Regions from separate parts of the Mus musculus genome. Here all the other regions are linked to region 3. A link is a contact called in public Hi-C and HiChIP or PLAC-seq data. All regions are on one chromosome and are shown on one strand. The core of a region is the stretch at or near the end of the contact, and the rest is flanking DNA. Distances in the headings are between cores, read along the strand shown. Region 1 holds the start of Nppa (natriuretic peptide type A). Region 2 holds the start of Mfn2 (mitofusin 2). Region 3 has its middle 22 kb from the start of 2510039O18Rik.

What was found. Hi-C and Micro-C count contacts between places; a contact is called where the count stands out from the background. HiChIP or PLAC-seq counts read pairs in DNA pulled down with a chosen protein or histone mark.
Region 1: a Hi-C map of cardiomyocytes shows a contact between it and region 3, with 4 times the contacts expected there. The contact joins the promoter of Nppa here to the enhancer-like site in region 3. A contact is called at or near these places in 28 of 39 promoter capture datasets (the 3T3-L1 cell line, 3T3-L1-derived adipocytes, the C10 cell line and 16 more), 8 of 15 datasets of contacts at CTCF or cohesin (CD8 T cells, the NIH/3T3 cell line, embryonic stem cells and 3 more), 202 of 484 Hi-C or Micro-C datasets (the 3T3-L1 cell line, 3T3-L1-derived adipocytes, the 4T1 cell line and 91 more), 27 of 115 datasets of contacts at active chromatin or transcription factors (the 230-238 cell line, the HL-1 cell line, the HPC-7 cell line and 17 more) and 6 of 9 other capture datasets (adipose tissue, embryonic stem cells, embryonic trunk and 3 more).
Region 2: a contact with region 3 is called in an H3K27ac HiChIP or PLAC-seq map of heart atrium, with 6 read pairs. The contact joins the promoter of Mfn2 here to the enhancer-like site in region 3. A contact is called at or near these places in 2 of 39 promoter capture datasets (the HPC-7 cell line and cranial neural crest), 2 of 15 datasets of contacts at CTCF or cohesin (CD8 T cells and embryonic stem cells), 17 of 484 Hi-C or Micro-C datasets (B cells, ECoMG-derived neutrophils, the HL-1 cell line and 8 more), 7 of 115 datasets of contacts at active chromatin or transcription factors (bone marrow-derived macrophages, double positive thymocytes, embryonic stem cells and 2 more) and 4 of 9 other capture datasets (adipose tissue, embryonic stem cells, liver and 1 more).

The regions. Positions count from the first base shown.
Region 1 is chr4:147,997,860-148,002,703 of GRCm38.p6, reverse strand. It overlaps Nppa (natriuretic peptide type A), which reads right to left and starts at 1,982. Exons shown (of 3, transcript NM_008725.3): 1 at 1,750-1,982; 2 at 1,320-1,646; 3 at 630-929. The coding sequence starts at 1,869. The coding sequence ends at 918.
Region 2 is chr4:147,901,133-147,906,181 of GRCm38.p6, reverse strand. It overlaps Mfn2 (mitofusin 2), which reads left to right and starts at 1,273. Exons shown (of 19, transcript NM_133201.3): 1 at 1,273-1,524; 2 at 2,685-2,827.
Region 3 is chr4:147,961,003-147,965,776 of GRCm38.p6, reverse strand. No RefSeq gene overlaps it. Among named protein-coding and RNA genes, the nearest start is that of 2510039O18Rik, 22 kb to the right of the region's middle. Within about 2 kb of position 2,741, at least 12 of the 459 cell types and tissues checked have an H3K27ac peak or open chromatin away from gene starts, as enhancers often do. A contact at or near this core is called in the AtT-20 cell line, the HL-1 cell line, the N1E-115 cell line and 4 more, where this site is marked.

The DNA.
Region 1 (4,844 bases), core at 733-3,232, 38 kb before region 3:
CTCTCCTCCACGCAACGTACAAGTTGAAGCTCCACAGTCCTGTGTTAGGGAGATTGTGGCTATTTTCAAATGCCTCTGGCTCCCTGAGTTTGATCTCCAGCACCGAGTGATACACGTGGATAGGTGGTGACGCAGCAGTGGGGTAGCCCACAAATCGTTTGAACTGGCCACCCATCAGCCTGTAAACCTTCCTCCTCTCAGCTGCTTAACCCACCCTCCATTCACACTTGCCCATACTCAGAGAGTGAAATTCACATGGTCACAGCAGCTGGCACTCTGTAACAGATCTGGGCAGTTTCTGGTTCTCTAAATGCCCCTTAAAGCCACCCAGGCTCTAACCAGAAAGGAATGCTTGAAACTTCTGAGCAGAGATGTCATTACCTGTCCTCAGGAAAAGGTGTGTTCGTGTTCCCTTTTCATGAATTAAAAATAAATGCCCTTTTCAGCCTGGGTGGACTTTCCCGGGTTCTGTGATGGAGGCAGAGCATTTTGAGGACTATGACGTGAGGCTCCCCCCCCACACACACACACACAGCAAGAAGAGGGAGGGAAGGAGGGAGAAATGAGGGATCAAGGCTGGGGAGAGCAAAGAACTGAGGGCAGAAGCCAAAGAAGCACATCAGGGCCTCGGCGTCTGTCCTTGGTGCTGAAGTTTATTCTTTTTTTTTTTTTCCAACTGCTTTCTGAAAAGGGTGAGGATCTACCTTAATATGCAGAGTGGGAGAGGCAAGACCCCACTAGACCACTCATCTACATTTAACATCGATCGTGATAGATGAAGGCAGGAAGCCGCAGCTCCAGGAGGGTGTTCACCACGCCACAGTGGCAATGTGACCAAGCTGCGTGACACACCACAAGGGCTTAGGATCTTTTGCGATCTGCTCAAGCAGAATCGACTGCCTTTTCCTCCTTGGCTGTTATCTTCGGTACTACAAAGAGAAAAATATACTGGCTTGATGATCTGCCTTTACTGGGCTAAATTGTTCCACTTGAACAGCGATCAACTATTTCCCACAAGCCACAGTCTAGCCTCTGTGATTAAACCGGCAAGCAAGGCACTGGTAAGCATTAATGAGGCAGTCTTGGCCCTGTATTCTAACTCCCCAGTGCTTGTGGCTCAGACCCTGCAGCAGCTGTTGTCATTGTCTTGAAACTCAAGGGACACCCATCGTAGTGAGGAAGAACTCACAGAGAAAATGATACATGCATCAGGCTCTCAGCTGCCAAAGATGCTCCCTGGTAGTGTCCCTTGGCAAGGTTTGAGCCCTAACAAGACCCCACCTGACCTCTATCCCATTTCCATCCACAGCTCCTCTTACCCGGAAGCTGTTGCAGCCTAGTCCACTCTGGGCTCCAATCCTGTCAATCCTACCCCCGAAGCAGCTGGATCTTCGTAGGCTCCGAGGGCCAGCGAGCAGAGCCCTCAGTTTGCTTTTCAAGAGGGCAGATCTATCGGAGGGGTCCCAGGGGCTGCGCCCTAGAGCACTGCCGTCTCTCAGAGGTGGGTTGACCTCCCCAGTCCAGGGAGGCACCTCGGGGAGGGAGCTAAGTGCGGCCCCTGCTTCCTCAGTCTGCTCACTCAGGGCCTGCGGGGGCATGACCTCATCTTCTACCGGCATCTTCTCCTCCAGGTGGTCTAGCAGGTTCTTTATAAAGGCAAAATAAATACAGAGAAAGGGGACGTCTCAGGAATGGACCCAGTACCAAAGAGACCCTGGTCCCAGTCTGTGTCCCACTTCCTGGCCCTACCTTGAAATCCATCAGATCTGTGTTGGACACCGCACTGTACACAGGATTTGCTCCAATATGGCCTGGAAGCCAAAAGGCCAAGACGAGGAAGAAGCCCAGGGTGATGGAGAAGGAGCCCATGCTGGCGTGGGTCGGGGCACGATCTGATGTTTGCTGTCTCTGCCCACTCTGGTTTCTTTCTCTCTCTCTCTCAGCTTTTGTCCGTCACTGTCTCCTAGCTGCCAGCATCTCCCGTTTTTATAGCCCCCCAGCTCTTTGAGAAGGCAGGGGGGCTAGAACCCTCCCCATTCTGTCACTTGCAGCGATAAAGCGATGGAGTGAGGAGCCAGCAGAAGATGCCCTTTTAAAGTTATCAGTTCGGCAAAGCTTGTCACGGCCCCTTTGCCTTGAGCAGCTCCACTCACCCCCCTCCCCCAGACCCTCAGCTGCAAGAGTCACATTCTTGCTGATTTGCCTCAAGAGGCCCCCACTTCAAAGGTGTGAGAGGAGCAGAAAAGAGTCCTTGGTTATCTTCCTGGGCGCTCGCCTCAGGATTCTTTCTCCCTGGCAACAGGACCCATGCAGGGAAGCAGAGGGTGACGGCTGGCCTGCACCCAGCTCCCCCTGCTTGCTGCTCAGCTGTCAGGGGCTCCAAATAAGGGCGGGAGAGGAGGCAATGACAGGCAGCTGGGAGGCCAGCTAGGCTGGCCAGGGAGTACACATGCTGGAGCTAGCTTCACACCTGATTCATCGGCCTCGTGGGTGGACCTCTGGCCCCAGACAGCCCACCCCCACCCTAGATGTCCCTGTTAGCAGTCAGGTGAAAGAGCTATTATTTTTTTTTTAGAGTATGAAGTCAGCCAGGAAGCCAACATGATACAGGCTCTAAAGAATTCAGCTACACGTGTAAACACCAAGGGATGTTAGAAGAGCATATTTCCTCTAAAGTTTATTTTTACTGCCTCCCAAGACTCGTGTCCAAGGTGCCAACAGGATGGGTTTGGAGGATGAAACCACTTTTCTTCTTTCCAAAGCCCAGACTCTGAGCATGAAATATGTGGTGGTCCCACCCTTCCCAGGGAAATAGAAGGAGGAGGTAAGGGATTGAGGGGGGGACACATACACCATTCTCCATAATGTCCTTCATGACCTTTGAGACCAAGGAAGTGAGCCATGAATTCTTCTGGCAGCCTCAGGAGCATGAGCAGGCAGTCCACCTTTAACAAGTGGTCTCCACACCCCAGTGTAGCCATTTTCGACATATGTATGCTTTGTGTGTGTGATAAGTGTGTGCATTTTCTGCTGCTCTCTGCTTTCTGACCGTCTTAATGGGCTATTGGAAGACTTCCACGCCCATTGACCCTGTGGCTGCCTGGTGGAGTTGTCATGTGGCTGGAAGTCACAAGAGGTGTCTGCGGTGATGTTTTCTCTAAGATAGAAAAAGAGAGCCCTTTGAGAAAGCTGGGGGTTGTAGGCAACCAATTTGGGTTGGCCAATCTCTCCTTGAAGTCTGAAATCTGTGCAAGTTCACACTGTCGCCTCCGGATGAGTCCCTGGGATGCGCTCACTGCTTAATTGTGTGCCTGGGGATTATTATTAGCAGAGAGGACTAGGCGAGCAGCCCTACTGGGGGAACTCGGGCTCCTTGCTGTGTGTGTCACATGACCTACCTCCTGGAGATGGTCTTTGAGTTGGGCAAAGACTTGAAGAACGGCTGAGGCGGGTGGCCTCAGACAAGTGCTGTTGCTTTTCTGTTCTGAGCCACATCTGAAGTCTCTATGTGGCCCTAGGAGAGCTATGATCCTGACCAGTGCCCCAGGAGTGCAATTTCAAGGTTTGCCCATCTTTTTTTGGCTAGAGTCAACTTTCCAGGGTGGAACTGGAGGGGACGTGAATGTCATCCACTGAGACTCTGTGACCTCAGGGTTTCCTTGAGGGGCAGGGGCAAAAGATGCTCTGCTGTGATGCTCTGCATGCTCTCCGTACCTCAGTGCCGCCATGTCCAACACAGTGTATAATACTGTGTCTGACAAGTGGTGGAGCCCATCACCCACTCAGCCCAGTCCTCTAGAAGCCTTTGATTTGAGCACCAATCGGAAGGCAACCCAATGTGAAGTTTCTCTCCATATCTCTAGTCCTGCTCTGCTTTGGGGTACCTTCCTGAGATGTCCAGAAGCCAGCCAGCCTTAGCTTTAGGAATGATAAAAAGAAAAGCAATAGGTAGGGCTGGGTGTATGCTTGATCTCCCAAGCAGGAGGACCTGAGGCCGAGTCCTCGGCATCATTCATAGACCCAGGCAGGGATGCTGGCACAGCATGCAATGCTGGGAGACGAAGACATGAGACTCTCTGGAACTTGCTGCCTGCCAGCCTAGCCCGCCCAAACAAACAAACAAACAAAAAATAACTTCAGGTTCAGTGAGAGACCTCACTTCTAGCAATGATTCTCAGCCTTCAATGCAGTTCCTCGGGTTGCAGTGACCTCCAACTTTAAAATTACTTTGCAGCTACTCCATAACTAATTTTGCTACCATTACGAGTCACACTGCAAATATCTGATACGCAGGATATCTGATATGTGACCTCTGTGAAAGGGTCATTCAACCCAAACATCAAAGGGGTCGTGACAGCAAAGGGGTTGGCCCATTGCGTTATGGGAGTATGGCAGAGAGGGTTAGAACGGGACACTTAATGTCCTCCTCTGGCTTCCCCATGTGCTGGGTGCACACATGTGCACATACATCATGTATGCATACACACAAGAAATTTAAAAAATTAAGTTAAAAAAGAAATGTAAAAGACATGGAAAGGCCCACCCTCTTGGGCCCAAAGCCTCTCCATGCTCACTTCAGGGAAGAAGTCACCTCAGCCAATGGTGGGCAGAACGAACTTTCTATATAGGAATCCGGGGTCTAGAATTCTGGTCTGTACAGTTTGTAGTCTGGGATTTGATTTCATAACTATCCCTGGGGACACTGTGTGCTGCTGCAGGAAGGCTTGATGTCCCTAAAGCCACATACCCAAAAGGCTGGCATAGAAGCAGTATGACTCTCAGGCTGGGCAGATAAGATATTGTGGAACATTTAGGCATGGCTGTTTTGAACAAGGAATCAATGT
Region 2 (5,049 bases), core at 24-2,523, 58 kb after region 3:
TGGGAAGCCTGCCCCCAAACAAACAAAAGCAAGGTCGCATGGGCCACAGACACAGTTAAAATATTCAGCTAGCCATATTATCTGCTTTTAAATACTTGGCTTGTTGTTTTTATTTAATGTGTATGGGATGCTGCCTGCATGTATGGAAGTGTATCAGAAGTGTGCCTGGTTCCCCCTGGAAGACAGAGAGGACACTGGATCCCCTGAATTGTAGTTACCGATGTGAGCTAACATGTAGGTGTTGGGTCCTCTGTAAAAGCCATCTCTCTAGGCCCCAACCATATTCATTTATCGTGTGTGGTTGATGTACACGTGCCCTGGCTCTTGTACGGAGGTTAGAGGACAACATTTTATGAGCAGGTTCTTTCCTTCCACCGTGTGGGTTCCTGGAGATGGAACTCAAGCTGTCAGGCTTGGTAGCAGCCATTTATACCTACTGAGCCTTTTTTGTGACCGCCACTATTAGCTCTACTTTTAGAAGTAAGAAGAAACGGGGTGGGGGGGGCGATTTAATTAAGATAATGTATTTCATTTAGCCCAGTTTATCCAAAGCTATAACAACACATCAATATAAAATTACTAATAAGGTAGTTTGCATTTCTTTTTATATTAAACATTGGGGCATTTCTCAGTTTGTAGCAGCTGCATTTCAGGGTCTCAGTAGCTACAAGTGGCTGGTGGGTGTTACTACAGAGCCCAGGCTTGGAGCCCTCCCAGCTTGGGGTCCAATGCAGTATCCCAGTTCTTGGAACAAAATGAGGGGCCAGTGAATGGCATGTGAGGTTGGATAATCATGTCCTGAATGTCCTGGGACTGAGTGAAAATTAAAAACTGCATGTTAGATAGCCAGTGCAATGACTGTCACCTAGTAGCTGCCTGATGCGTTGTGGCTGCTGTTTAGTTGCCTCAAAGGCAACTGAAGGACAATTACTTCACCCTAACGGTCTGTTTGTTCCCTTTGAAGACACTCGGATTATGAAATGCGAGTCTGGATTTCAAAACTGACAGGTGTTATACAGGGTCAAATTCTGGAGCAGCAACAACAAAAAAGGCGCAACAACAAAAAAGGCGCACGCAAACCTCTAATCGGTACCCTTGTCGTGTCCTGCCCGCTCCCCTCCCCGCCGTCCACCCTCTCCCCTCCCCCAACCCCCGTCCCGTTCTCCCACCCCTCCAACCCCTGCTTGACAGCTCGAGGCTCCGCCCTACCCCACCCTGACGGACGCTGATCCAAACTACAACTCCCATGACGCGCTGGGAGCCCCACCCTACAGCTTACGTCATCTGCACGAGACACGGGACGGTTACCAGGCACGCGGGGGCTCCTTTTGGAGCGCGGAGTTCCTAGACACTGTGGTATAGGAGTGGTAAGGTTGAGGTGACAGCGTTCAGAGGCCATCGGCTCGTCCGGGCTGCAGCGGGGCGAGTGACGAGCGCAGCCCCCTCCCCTCCCGCTTCTCTCGGTGTGGCGCCGGCTAGTGACGTGTTGGGTGTGATGGCCGCCGCGAGGCCGGGAAGGTGAAGGTGAGAGGGCGAGCGCGCCGGGGTGGTGGAACCGGCAGGCCCGGGCCGGGAGAGTCCTGAGCCACCCGGCTTAGGACGCTGGGCCTCTGGGGCCTCTGGGCCTCGGGCTCAGGCTCGGGTCACACGGGCGTTTCCCCTGCTGCGGCCTCGCCGTCAAGCCCTGCTCGGCTCTGAGGAGGGGGCGGGCCACCGGACTGAAGGCTGGGAGGTGGGCTCCTCCTCGCAGCTCCCCACACCCTGATGTCTCAGCCCTGTGATCTCCATTCAAGGTCCCTGACCCATTCCCGGTTTTCATCCAGTACTTTTCTTTTTTTGCCAGCATTTTTTTTTTTTCAGCACCCGGTTCACTGTACCCCACTTACGGTGGAAGTCTTTTTACTTATATGCCTTTTCATTGCACCGTTAAGACTCTGAGGGTTGGAGCTATTCTTAATCCGTCCCTGACCCTAGCACCTAACACATTGAAAGGCCACAGTGAATACTGAAAAAGATAGCTGTTTGGAAGGAGAAAGGCAACACTACTGGCCTCCATCTCTTGTAGTACTTTTCTATCCTGTTTTCTAGCTTTGCCAATCATCTCTCCCTTCGTCAGAAAAGGACTCTTGATTGTCCCCTTTTTGTCTTAGGTAGGAAAACACAAGTGAGCTTTGGAGTCACAGCTAGTGTAGTTTGGTGTCTAGCTTGGCTGCTTGGCTCTATACATCTTCCTAGTACTGTAGAGACCAAGTTTGCTCCATAGACTTGAGAATGGAAGGAGAGACTTTACAGTAGCAGGGATACTCTGGCCTTTGTCAGGTCTATTTTTCTTCCTCTCCTCTCCACTCCCCTTCCACTTCTAGTTGGCAGTTCCCCAGTCCTGAAGGCCAGGCCTTGGCCTGATTCAGCTCCCTTCTCTCTCTGGCTGTGTCTTAGCGAGGACCTCTTTGGTGCCTTGCATTAGCACATGGCTTAATATATTAGCACACGGCTAATGTGTTTGTCTCATTGTCATTGTTATTGTCTCCTCCCCCTCCACACACACACTTCCTCACCTGCTTCCTCAACACCGCAATGAGTAAGCTTCCCTCAGGGATGAGTTAGTTTGGCTTTAACACCTGATTAAACATATTTTGCATTTTCTTTCCTGGTGGCCCAGTGACCTCTGCCTTTTTCCTTTCCAGAAGCTTGGACAGGTGGAGTCAACACCATCAGGGGCCAACCTGGACCTGAATCAGCACAGAGGAGACCTCGAGTCCTTTTCATCTTTCTGACTCCAGCCATGTCCACGATGCCCAACCTGTGAAGGTCTCTTACCAGCTAGAAAGTAAGTGAGAGCTGTGGTTTGGCCACCATGGATCTAGATGAAGAGCAAAAGGGTGTGTTCTGCTGGCTCTCGGCTGGCGAGTCTCTCGGAGTGGATCCTGGAGCACAGAGCTCGTGGCTTCCAACTTGTGTCGGAAGGAGCTGCTGTATCTCCTTTCTGCTTCCACGGGGATTTCACTGGTTGACAGTTCAAAGCATGGCCAGGATCTGTCCCTCTCCTCCTTGTTTGTTTGTCCCTGTGCTGGCTCCTTTCCGTCTCTGCTTGGCAGGGGTTGGATTCTTATCATGGCTCCAAGAGTCTGCTGTGCCCTTTACCCTCTGTACTCTTTCGTTTCAATTTCTCAGCTTCTCCTCTGTTCCAGTTGTACAACAGACGATCTCTGGACCCGTTTTGTTTTCTCTGCTAGGAGTTGCTGCATATAAACTGGGTAAGGAGGTGGTGTGGATTCAGGGAGCCACACCTGAGATCCAGGCACCTTGCACTGATTTTTGCTACTGCTGTGCAAACACCTAATACTCCTCCACTAATAGCCTGGGTCAACGCAAAGCTCCTGATGGGCTTCGAGGGCTGTACTGGGTCTTTGTTCAGGGTTGTGTTTGTTTCTGATCTTAAGTTTATAATGCTGTTATGGTGTTCCTGCAACTTCCCTAAACTGCGACCCTTAGAATTTTATCTCTTTATTTTTTGGCTTTTTCAGACAGGGTTTCTCTATATCCCTGGCTGTCTTGGAACTCACTGGGTTGAACTCAGAGATTTGATTGCTTCTGCCTCTCACGCACTGGGATTAAAGGCATGCACCGCCACTGCTGGGCTGATCCTTAGAATTTTAAAGCCTGTTAGAAGTCTCTTCTCAGTCCTTGTTCCCTCTCTTTTGAGACAGGCAGGGTCACATGAAACCCCTGCTGGCCTTGAACTCCCTGGTTAACTGAGGATGGCCTTAAGCTCTGTTTTCTTGTTTTTTGTTTTTTTTTCCAGATTTATTTTGTGTGTGCGTGCGTGCGTGCGTGTGTCACAGTGCACATGTGGAGGTCACACAACTTGTGGGAATTTGTTCTCTCTACCATGTGGTTTCAGAGAACTGGATTTAGGTTGTTGGATGTGGTAGCAGCAACCCAGCCTTGAACTAGTGACTCTCCTGCCTCCATCTCCTAAGTGCTAGGAATACAGTAGTGCCCCATCAGGCCCACCTAAGAAGTGTCCTCATTGAACAACTAGCTGGATGCAGAGCAGTTGCAGTGACACTATGTTTAAGTCTTCCTTTCTTCCCAGGTCTCTGCCACAGTCGTGTGCACAGAAGTGATTTTTTATATAGTATTTTGCATACTGATGTCCACAGGAACTTTTTTCGCATGGACCATTGGGTACAGCTAGAGTTCTAGGGATTACTCTTTGGGAAATGCTGCTTGGTGGCGCACGCCTTTAATCCCAGCACTCGGGAGGCAGAGGCAGGCGGATTTCTGAGTTCGAGGCCAGCCTGGTCTACAAAGTGAGTTGCAGGACAGCCAGGGCTATACAGAGAAATCCTGTCTCAAAAAACAAACAAACAAACAAAAAACTGGGAGCACTTTGAGGGTGTCAAAAAAACCCCCTCAGAATATGCCATTTATTGTAACTAACTGATATTGGAGCTGGGCCCTCTGATTAGGGCTTTCCAGAAGAGGAGCAGGAAGTCAGCCTCCTCCCACCACCCTGTGGGGAAGAGAACTGGCAGGCAAAACCCCAGATAGTAAGGGCTCTTTGGGGGCTTTTTTTTTTTTTAAAGATTTATTTATTTATTATATGTAAGTACACTGTAGCTGTCCTCAGACACTCCAGAAGAGGGAGTCAGATCTCGTTACGGATGGTTGTGAGCCACCATGTGGTTGCTGGGATTTGAACTCCTGACCTTCAGAAGAGCAGTCGGGTGCTCTTACCCACTGAGCCATCTCACCAGCCCTCTTTGGGGGCTTTTATGCATGTATTTTGCACATTTGGTACCTTTGTGCAGTTTGCTGTTTGGAAGGATTAAATTTCATGATCTGAAACATTCTTTCATCTCTGTTTACTGGCTGAGCTCCAAATACTTACTTGGAAACTGCTTTTCAGGAAAAATTGGATTTGGGTATTTAAGGATGGAAGGTTTTAGATTGTTTTCTTGGGGGTGGGGGTGTTCACTAAGCAGGCTGTCCCCGTCACAGCTGTGGCTGGGGAAGGTGGAAATGAGGAGGGTATTATGCTCTCAA
Region 3 (4,774 bases), core at 1,492-3,991:
CTGCTTAAGCAGACACCACTCATGGAGCCCAGAGTAGGCCTCTACCCACCCCATGCCCCAGTGCAGGGTGCAGTCACTGTGTTTGCCAGCCCTGGTGGGTAAAGAGTACCCCTGGGGATGAGGGTCCCTGGAAGATGCTAGGGAAGAGCTGAGCTCAGCAAAAACTACGGACACCCACAGGAGTTCTGTACCCTACTGGAAGAAGGGGACCCAAAAGGTCTCTGCTCTCCAGGAGTCTAAGTCAGGAAAGACCAGCAGGTGTGTGGTGATCCCTGCACCCAAGAGTGTAAAGAGAAGTGGCCTGTCAGCTCGGGCTACAGAGTGAGTCCAAGCATGGATTATTACCCCCACCTCCCCTCCACACACATACACACACAGAATAGACCAATAATTTTTGTTGGTGGTGTTTTTTTTACTAGGATGATGGTAAAGGCTGGCTTTCACACCTGACCACCCAAACCCAGAAGCCAGTGGTAGAAAATAAAAATTAAAAAATCTCCCCAAAACAGTAAAGTTAAAAGCCCCAAGGTATGTAACGAAGAAAACAGGAAGTTATCTCTAGAAGAGGCAGGCCATTAGCCGGCTGCAGAGATCTGGCGTCTATTGATTATAATGAAAAAGGAAATTGAACTTTAAAAAAATATATATTTACTTATTTTTTGTGTATAAGTGTTTTTGCCTGCATGTGTGTATAGGTACCACATGCATTCAGTGGTCATAGAGAGCAGAGTATACCAGATCTCTGGAACTGCACATAACTAGAGTTAGAGACAACTATGAAAAAGAAAAGAAAAGAAAAGAAAAGAAAAGAAAAGAAAAGAAAAGAAAAGAAAAGAAAAGAAAAGAAAAGAAAAGAAAAGAAGAGGAGAGGAGAGGAGAGGAGAGGAGAGGAGAAGAGAGGAAAAGGAAAGGAAAGGAAAGGAAAGAAAAGAAAAGAAAAGAAAAGAAAAGAAAAGAAAAGAAAAGAAAAGAAAAGAAAAGAAAAGAAAAGAGCCGGGCAGTGGTGGCACACGCCTTTAATCCCAGCACTTGGGAGGCAGAGGCAGGTGGATCTCTGAGTTCGAGGCCAGCCTGGTCTACAGAGTGAGTTCCAGGACAGCCAGGACTACACAGAGAAACCCTGTCTTGAAAAAACAAAAAGCAAAAAAAAAAAAAAAACAAACAAACAAAGACAACTATGAGCTGCCATGTGGGTGCTAGGAATCGAACCCAGATCCTCTGCAAGAGCAGCCTTAGCCACTGGAACCCACCACTCCAGACACGAAGGAGGTATATTTTAGTTGAGTAAGATATACGAAGACAGGAGTGGGAGAGCTACAGGCATTCCCTGGTCAAAGGTGGGCTGGTAATCAGAGCTGTCTATGGTTCTGGGCCTGGATAGGCTGAGAAGAGCTGTTTCAAGCAGCCGAGCCAAGAGCTGTGTGTCTCATCCTGGAAGGTGGCTTCATAAGGACTTCTGCACCATCCATGATCCCTGAGGTGTCTGTGCCGTGAATCTGAATGGAGAAGGGATAAACTAGGACTCTTGTGTGACAGAGGTGAAGATCTAGGCCAGCCAGGCCAGGGATCCTAGGCCCTTCCTGGTTTATCTCCCAGGCCAAACCACCAGGTTCCAAGATGGCTGCCTCTTCCAAGCATCCTCCTCTCCCACTCTTAAACTGAGAATGGAACAGAAAGCACAGAGGACAATCAAAAAAGAAAAGGCACAGCCCAGAAGGTCAGCCCTACACGGACAGCAGCTCTGCCTGCTTGCCTTTCCTGGCTTGGTGTACACGGGAAGTGGTTGGAAACAGCCCCAGAGCTGGCTCGGGGAGAGGTCCCCATGACCACCACGTGACCATAAGGGAGGTGGAGGGTCCCATTGGTCCTGCTGACCTCATTGCCCAGGATCGCCGGAGCGCTTCCTGGGGTCACATTCCGCGCTGAAGAGCCCCTCTCTTAGACCTCGGTTGGTGCTAATGTCTTTTTAGGAACCAAGGCTCTAATTTTAGTGTTCCGGCCTTTGACACCTTCTCGAAATAGCTCCCTGGTTTCACTCCTATCCCTGCCTCTTCCTTGGAGGAGGTGAACCCCCTGCGCGTCCCTGTGATCCCAGTTGGTGTGCAGTCTCCAGACCATGTATGGGTTTCGGTGTGGCAAGTTCTGTCCCTGCCGTGTTTATGAAGCTGGATGAAGAGGACATGTTTTTGGCCAAGGGCAGCAACTGGCACCATGAGAAGACCTCCTCCAGCCATCATGGCCTGGCCTTAGTGAGTGTTTCCTCCCCTCTTCCTCCCTGCCAAATTCCATGGTCAGGCAAGACACAAATTCAGGTCCCCAGACCCTAGACATCAGGGCTGCCTAAACAAACTCATATTAATCTGTAGGAGTTGGGTGTGAGTGGACTACTTGAACTAGGGAGAAGGTGCCCCTACCCCTACCCCCCCCCCCATCTTTTTCTGTGCTTTTTCTCTATCTCCCACATAGTGGCTCACCGAGCCTGAGTCCTTGCTTAGGTGCCAGCTGCTTCTTGTACAAGATTTGATTCAATTCTCTCAAGTGTTTAAAATTGTCCCCGAGGTCGCACAGAAGCCAAGGAATGAATCTAAATTCAGGAAATACGGCTCCCAGCCATTTGCGGGTCACATGGGACTGATTTTTTTTTTTTAATCCTTGCAATTTTCTTCCAGCTGTCTTCGTCTCAGCCCCTCCACAGAACACTCTATAGCACAAAGCAGCCCAGAAGGGTGGACTGAGGTCATAGCCCAAACTCTCAGCTGCACGGTTATAAGCTAAAGTGGCATTCCCAGAAGAAGGAGGTGGCTTAGCCAGGAAGTGACGGATCTGAGAGACAGTCACGTGCAAGGCCAGCCACATCCTGGCAAAGGAGGTGCTTCCAGGAGATGGCTAGTGGGGAGCAGCCCTGATCCCTAGGTAATCAAGACCTCCCACCTCCCCACCCCTGCTTTTGCAGTCTTGGGAATAGAAACAGACACCTTGAGCAGGCTGGACAGTCACTCCACCACTGAGACACATGTGTAGCCCAGGAAAAGCTCCCTAAGTGGAATGATGGTTGCTGGAAACGTGGTGATTGAGCAGCTCTCGGGATCGCAGCCCATGAGGGCTCAAGCTCTTCTGGGCAATGGATGCATTACCAAGAAGAGAAGCTAGACTGGGCCTTGCAGGTTCTTCTTCTGCAGTCAGAGGTCAAACCCCACTTGGAAGGGCTCCCCAGTGGGCAGTGAAGCACCCTCCTGGGGCCTCTCCAGCAGGGCTCCTGCCTTGCCACCCGGGAGACTGACCAGAGGGTCATGATAAGCAGAGTAGGGAAAGACAGAGTGGAAGGGGGTGAGAGGAGAGGTCAGATTCCCATCCCTGCTGGTCCACTCTACTTTACCAGAGGAAAGCATGGTTCTGGGCTTTAGGAAGCTCCTTTATTTCAAACCACTGGCTTTTGACACCCAGGACAGACCTTGTAGTTTATTCTTGGAGAGGATAATGGCTCTTCTGTAAGAAGTCAGGGCCCAGCAGATCCACAAGTGCTTCCCAGTCTCCTGAGCTGGCTCTCAGCACCAGGAGAGTTGGAGAAAGCAAGCGAACACTGAAGTAGAGAGGTCAGAAGGGAATCATGGCAAGGGTAGAGCCTAGCTCTAGGGGACTGCAGCTCAAACACGCCCACATCCAGGGATCCTGCAGCGAGTGATGCCAACCAGTGGCAGATAGCACCTCAGAGCCAGCTGGGGGTATTGCAGGCATAGCAGAACACTGGGGCCCAAAGTGCTCAGAGGGCAGGAGGAGTATCTCTCAGGGGAATGGGACCGTTTTGCCAGATACAGCAGTAGAACAAAGGTATTATGGAACGCTTAAAATGGTTTTCTGGAAAACTCTGATTTTGAAATGATACTAAAAGGTTGAGGTCTGGGTGTGGCTCCACGGGAGAGCATTTAACTTAGCACACAAGGACTCAGGTTCCCTCTTCATCACTAGAAGGATGACAGCAAGAACAGAAATGTAAATGTTAAGTTTTCTAAATAAACATGTCTGCAACCGTGCCCAGCTGTGGTGAGAGATGGGAGGCAGCCCAAATGAATGTTATGCCTTTCTTGTTTAAAAAGGATATTGTCAGGCTGGAGATATGGCTCAGCGGTTAAGAGTACTGACTGCTCTTCCAGAGGTCCTGAGTTCAATTCCCAGCAACCATATGGTGGCTCACAACCATCTGTAATGGGATCTAATGTCCTTTTCTGGTGTGTCTGAAAAGAGCTATGGTGTAGTCATGTGTGATATATATATATATATATATATATATATATTTTTTAAGTACAATGTCTTGGGCATGGGCTATGGCACAGTTAATAGAGCGCTTGCTTAGTGTGCATGACTGCACTGAGTTCAGTCCCCAACTCTACACAAGCCAGGCATGGTGGTGCAAACTTGTAACCCATGACTTAATAGGTGGAAACAGGAGGACTGGAAGTTCAAGGTTTTTCTCAACTACACAGCAAGTTTAAGACCAACCTGGTATACAGGAGACCACGCCCTTATCCCTCAAAGACCCTATATTGTCTTTCCTGTCTATCTTGTAAGCCATCCTGGCCAGGTCAGACTCACCCATCTAACTAGATGGAATCCATCTAACCAGACTAGGAAAACTGAGGCCCCACTAAGTGAAGTACTTGGGAAGTGCCATGCAGCATCAGTAGAATTGAGGCTTAAGCTGTCTTTTATTCCAAAATGGGTGCTCTCTCCCATCTACCATGCCAAAAACTATGGGGCAAGGAGAGGAAGGGTTGGT